Linked DNA regions of Capra hircus: region 2 is linked to region 1. Evidence: chromatin contacts called from public Hi-C data. All regions are on one chromosome and are shown on one strand. The core of a region is the stretch at or near the end of the contact, and the rest is flanking DNA. Distances in the headings are between cores, read along the strand shown. Region 1 has its middle 44 kb from the start of LPXN. Region 2 has its middle 100 kb from the start of TRNAE-UUC.

Region 1 (2,700 bases), core at 66-2,565:
CATCCTACACACCCGAAAAGGCACAGTGGATCCTCAGTAAAGGAGCTCCTCTCTCCACCTACACACCAAGCACTTTTCCTCTTTGCCTTACTTCTTGCCTTTCCCCGGGGTTGGAATGCCCCAGTTTTCCTTTCTCATTTTCCCTTGAAGATTCAAATTAAAGCCATCTCCACCATGAAGCTTTTTGCTGAGATTATGAAAAACACATGTGTGTCCTTCTATTTATAGCACTCTTCCAAATCGCCTTGTGATATTTTGTTGTTGTTGTTCAGACGCTAAGTTGTGTCTGATTCTTCGCAACCCCATGGACCGTAGCACTCCAGGCTCCTCTATCCTCCGTTGTTCAGACGCTAAGTTGTGTCTGATTCTTCGCAACCCCATGGACCGTAGCACTCCAGGCTCCTCTATCCTCCGCCATCTCCCAGAGTTTGTCCAAATTCACGCCCACTGAGTCGGGGATGTTATCCAACCATCTGTTTAGCTCTGTGCGTCGTCTGCCTCCTCTCGTTTGCTTCCTAGTTCCTCTCTCACTGCCCTCACCTCTGCTGCCAGGCAAGAAGCCCTTCTGTACAGACAAGCTCGTATTAGGCCTGGATGTGTGACTTTCCTAGGCTGTAAGCTCCTCGAAGATAAAGACTAAGGCTTACTCACATTTTCTTCAGGAGCCTAGAACCTGGCCTGAAAACAGAATGAGCCTATCGAATTTTGCACCTTCTATCTGATTCTCGGTTTAATAAAATGGAATAGGAACAGAGATGTCATTTGAGGAGCTCAACTTAAAAGAAATGTATTTGTCTCTAACTCACCAAACTAGCATTCAGATCATCAGACGTGGTAATCTTAAAAAAGCACTCTATGCTTCTCATTAGGAATGAAAATGGAAAAGTATCTATTTGTAGATTTGCAAACCCTGAGGGCTTCTTTGTGAAAAATAAAAAAGAGCAGCTTAAACTGGTGCTTTGAAATATGTCTCCCGCTTGCCTTTAAAAGAGAAACCAGCTGCGTCGGCTGTGTCCCAGGATGTCGGCCTGTGTAAACGCACAGAAGCTGGACCCTTCCTATAATGTCTCATCTCAGCTTCCATCTTAGCTGTTCCCTCTAGTATCATCTTCTTCATCTTGAGATGCATGTGTGCTAAGAAGCTTCAGTTGTGTCTGACTCTCTGCAACCCCATGGACTGTAGCCCGCCAGGCTCCTCTGTCCATGGGATTCTCCAGGTAAGAACACAGGAGTGGGTCGCCGTGCCCTCCTCTGGGGGATCGTCCCAACCCAGGGGTCAAACCCGTGTCTCTTATGTCTCCTGCGCCGGCGGGAGTGTTCCATACCACTAGCGCCGCCTGAGGAGCCCTGGAGATGGGGCTAATGTGGGTTACATGAGGCCATAAGGGTGGGACCCTAAACCAACAGGACTATTGTTCAAGAGGAGGAAGCACCAGGGAGACATATGCAGAGAGGAAAGGACACACGGGGACACGGGGGGAGGTGGCCACCAGCAAGGCAAAACGAGAGGCCTTCAGAGACGCCAAATCCGTGGACGCCTGGATCGCGGACTTCCGGCCTCTGGAACTGAACGAAAATACATTTCCCTTCTTTCTGCTGCGCAGTCTGCGGTATTTTGGTACAGCACCTCTGGCAACGCAAGTGTTGATGATGGCGAGGGCTCTCCTGGAGTTTTGTTGGAACTGTGGTCAGGCCATTGACAGGCAGCGACGACCGCAGCCTTGGAAGGCCCCTGAACTCTTGCCCCCTGGGCTCTGCTTCCTTAAGCTGGACTCACTGCTTTCTGTCTACAGGAAGCAGCTGACTGAATGGATGTCCTGTGCCGTGGAAATCCGTCTTGAGCGCTACTTTGTCAATATGTTGCTGCGAAGGGAGATTACCAGCTCACACTCAAGTTCTGCTCCTAATCTCCCAGCGTTTCAATTCCACCAGCTTTCGTCCTGGGCCCTGAAAAAGATTTCTAAAATCATAGAAATGCAACTAAAAGCCTGCTATATTTTCATAGTCTCCATGGAAATGCTAGAGATGGAAGCTGTACTGACTTCCTCACGTACCTCTTGGACTATTTTGTTAATGCCTTTTATGTGTGGTTCTTGGAGGTTTACAAAGCTCTTTCGCACTTATTATCTTGGTTAATCCTCAGAGCAAACCCACATGGGATTATTGCCCACATTTAGCATATTGTGAAACTGAAGTTTGGAGAAGATAACTAAGGTTCACACTGTCTGTAAATGGCGCACTCAGCCTCTGAACTTGGGTTTGTCTGATGTCAAGGCTACAGTTCTGGCCACTATATCCCAAACAACATAGGTTACACCACTGCGTCACCTTTCTTGCCCCAGGGCCCTCAACCATCCTTGAAAATTCACTTCGTGGGCCTTATTTCTGAGATGTATTTTGCACTGTTGAAGTAAAGCCTAAGAGAAAGTGTCCCAGGCAAGGGATTCTATAAGCAAGCATCAGCCCGGCTCTAATGCCATCACTAAAACTGAGTGATTGTGGCCAAGTTGTATAATTGCCATTTTTCCACGGGTAAAATGGAGATGCCCATTCTTATCCTCCCTAAATCCCCTCAACCATCGCTACACTTGATGAAATGCATTAAGCTTTCTAGAACGGGGGACATTTTATTTTATTTTAATTGGGGCAGAGTCGCTTTACAATGTTGGGTTAGTTTCTGCTGTGCAACAAAGTGAGTCA
Region 2 (2,722 bases), core at 162-2,661, 410 kb before region 1:
CCTGAGAACTGAGGGTAATTCCTGCACTAGGGATTATGACTCCAAAGAGACGCCGCCTCTCGTGGAAGGGGGTAGGCGACAGTCTCCTTCCCACTTGAGTGAAGGTCAGGGTTGGAAGGGAATCTGGGGACCGAGGGATTCAGCACTCGGGGCTCACAGTTGCAAACTGAAGAAATAAACTCCGGTTTTTACGAATGGAAGGAACAGATTGAAATGATATTGGGTGGTTCGCAGATACACTGGGAAGGCTGCAAATATGGACCCTGAGATAGACAGGAGAAAGGGGTCAACCAGAGACATGAGCAAAATTCATAGACTCCTACGGCTAATGATTGCACCTGCTTCATAATATAATCCAGTGATTTCTCACCCTGAACAAGAACACTCACTCCCCCTTAACAGGAGATGACTTAACCTATAGACTGATTGAATTCATGACTAACGTCCAAAATAACTGAGTAGGAGAAGAAAGCAAAGGCAAAGTATTTTACCTACATATCATCATCTGTCTGGTCATGACTAGAAAGGAAATACGTGTGGAACCAGAATCCTTCCTACAACCTGTCCGTGAGGCATATTTTCGAGTTCCTTCTCCTGCTACTGTTATGGTCTGAAAGTTCGTGTCCTTTAAAATTCACATGTTGAAACATGGCCCCAGGTGATGGCGTTAGGAGGTGGGGTCTTGGAAGCTGATTAGGTCACGGGGACAGAGCCCCCAGGAATGGGATTAGCATCCTTATAAATGAGGTCTGAAAAAGCTCCCTTGCCCCTCCCACTTCGTGACGGTGCAATGAGAAACGGCAGTCCGTGAACCAGGAGACAGGCTCTCGGTCACTGAATTGCTAGAGCCTTGTTCTTGGACTTCTAGCCTCCAGGACTGTAAGCAATACATTTCTGTTGTTTATAAGCCACCCAATTTATGGTATTTTGTTATAGCAGCCCAGAGGGACTATGATAACTACTATCTCAGCATGGGTCTTCTCGTTTCTAGAGCCTGAAGGAAGAATCCAGGTCTTGAAATTGTATTGGGAAGATGAAATCCCACGATGTAAGGAAGAGGACAAGACAAGGAACAGAGGCTGGGCCAGATGCAGTATAATGCAATGAAATGAGTCACTGCAAGGGTGAGTGTTCACAACGAGACGCAAGAGCTGGAGAAAACTACTCATCAGATAAAGTTTATCATGTTAGACTCCTCTGCAAGGAGAAACCGTAGCTGGGGTCGGTCCAGGGAGAGAAGAAAGGGACACCTGTGCACCCCGTTTCTTTTCATCTCTTGCTTCCCGTGCGCCGAGGCTCACCCCGTGGGGACCTGAGTCTCTTGAACTGCAAGCTGCATCACCTGGCCCCTCAGTGGCCACGCAGAAGCTCGGGAACCATACTCCTCAGTGCGACTGCTGCTCTGAGTCCAGAGGCTGCGGGGCGTTTGCGAGGTCACGTGTGGCCCAGGGTCAGTGTGGGTGCCAGTCGGCTGCGAGAGCTTGGAAAGAGGGAGCAGCATTTGGAAGGAGAACTCTCATTAGAAAGAAGAGAGTGATGTAAGGCTTGTGTCTAATACGATCCACCTCTTGTGTTACTCATCTATTTGTGCCCTCTCCTTATCTCTAGATTCTATGGAATGGTTTTTTTGTAAAACAGTGAAAATGCTGAGAAGGGAAGTACAAGCCAGTCCATCCAGAGGTCCTCATCCTTTCATTCATCACTGCTCAGCCATCCCTTTAAGGAGCCTTTAAGGGGACAACAGAAAATAAGACGGTTGGATGGTATCACCAACTCAACAGACATGAGTCTGGGTGAAGTCTGGGAGTCGGTGATGGACAGGGAGGCCTGGCGTGCTGCGGTTCATGGGGTCGCAAAGAGTCAGACACGACCGAGCGACTGAACTGAACTGAATTGATAGATCTTTTCTTCTCAATTCTCTCCGCTCCCATGTAATCAAATACTGTGAAATAAGATTTTTGTCAGACTGGGCTGAGCTTTTTGTTGTTCAGTTGCTCAATCATGTCTGACTCTGCGACCCCATGGACGGCAGCACGCCAGGCCTCCCTGTCCATCAGCAACTCCCGGAGTTTACTCAAACTCATGTCCGTCGGGTGGGCGGTCCCCTTCTCCTCCTGCCTTCAGTCTTTCCCAGCATCAGAGTCTTTTCAAGTGAGTCAGCGGTGAGCTTTGGAGAGGCACAAACAGCTAAAAGGTTTGTTTTCCTTTTTCGCCCCTGAAGTACTAACTTTTGACCACTTGGGGGCAGTATCACCCTGGTTGAGGCCTCCCCCGCTTCAAGGTGGTGGACAGAGTCCCCTCAGGGAAAACTAAGGCCAGAATGTCATCACAGTCCTCAAGTCTGTAGCTGATGCTGAGACACTGATTAATATTCTTCCTTTCCCTCCGCCATCACTAAATCCTAAATGAAGGCATAATATGGTGTTTCTCAAGTTGCTTCATAAAGATCACCCAAGTGTGTGGTCTATGTCACTGAAGATGGTGCCCCATCTCTGCTGAATAGCCTCCTTTTCCCAATGCTGCGAGTGCCATACTTTGCCTTCTCATGAGGACTGGATTGAAACCAAAAAAAGGAAACCAGGGCAATTCACAGATTGGGTCCAGTGGACAGAGAGAAGCCCAAGCAATGATCACCATCACATTTAAAATACGTACTGGTTTCCACTGTTGTTGTCTAGTCACTAAGTCATGTCTGACTCTGCGACCCCATGGACTGCAGCAC

Evidence for each region. A called contact is a pair of places that touch in the nucleus more often than the background predicts.
Region 2: a contact with region 1 is called in a Hi-C map of blood, with 7 times the contacts expected there. The contact joins two enhancer-like sites. A contact is called at or near these places in 2 of 5 Hi-C or Micro-C datasets (blood and liver).

What each region holds. Positions count from the first base shown.
Region 1 is chr15:1,535,171-1,537,870 of ARS1.2, reverse strand. No RefSeq gene overlaps it. Among named protein-coding and RNA genes, the nearest start is that of LPXN, 44 kb to the right of the region's middle. Within about 2 kb of position 1,315, at least 1 of the 5 cell types and tissues checked has an H3K27ac peak or open chromatin away from gene starts, as enhancers often do.
Region 2 is chr15:1,945,515-1,948,236 of ARS1.2, reverse strand. No RefSeq gene overlaps it. Among named protein-coding and RNA genes, the nearest start is that of TRNAE-UUC, 100 kb to the right of the region's middle. Within about 2 kb of position 1,411, at least 1 of the 5 cell types and tissues checked has an H3K27ac peak or open chromatin away from gene starts, as enhancers often do.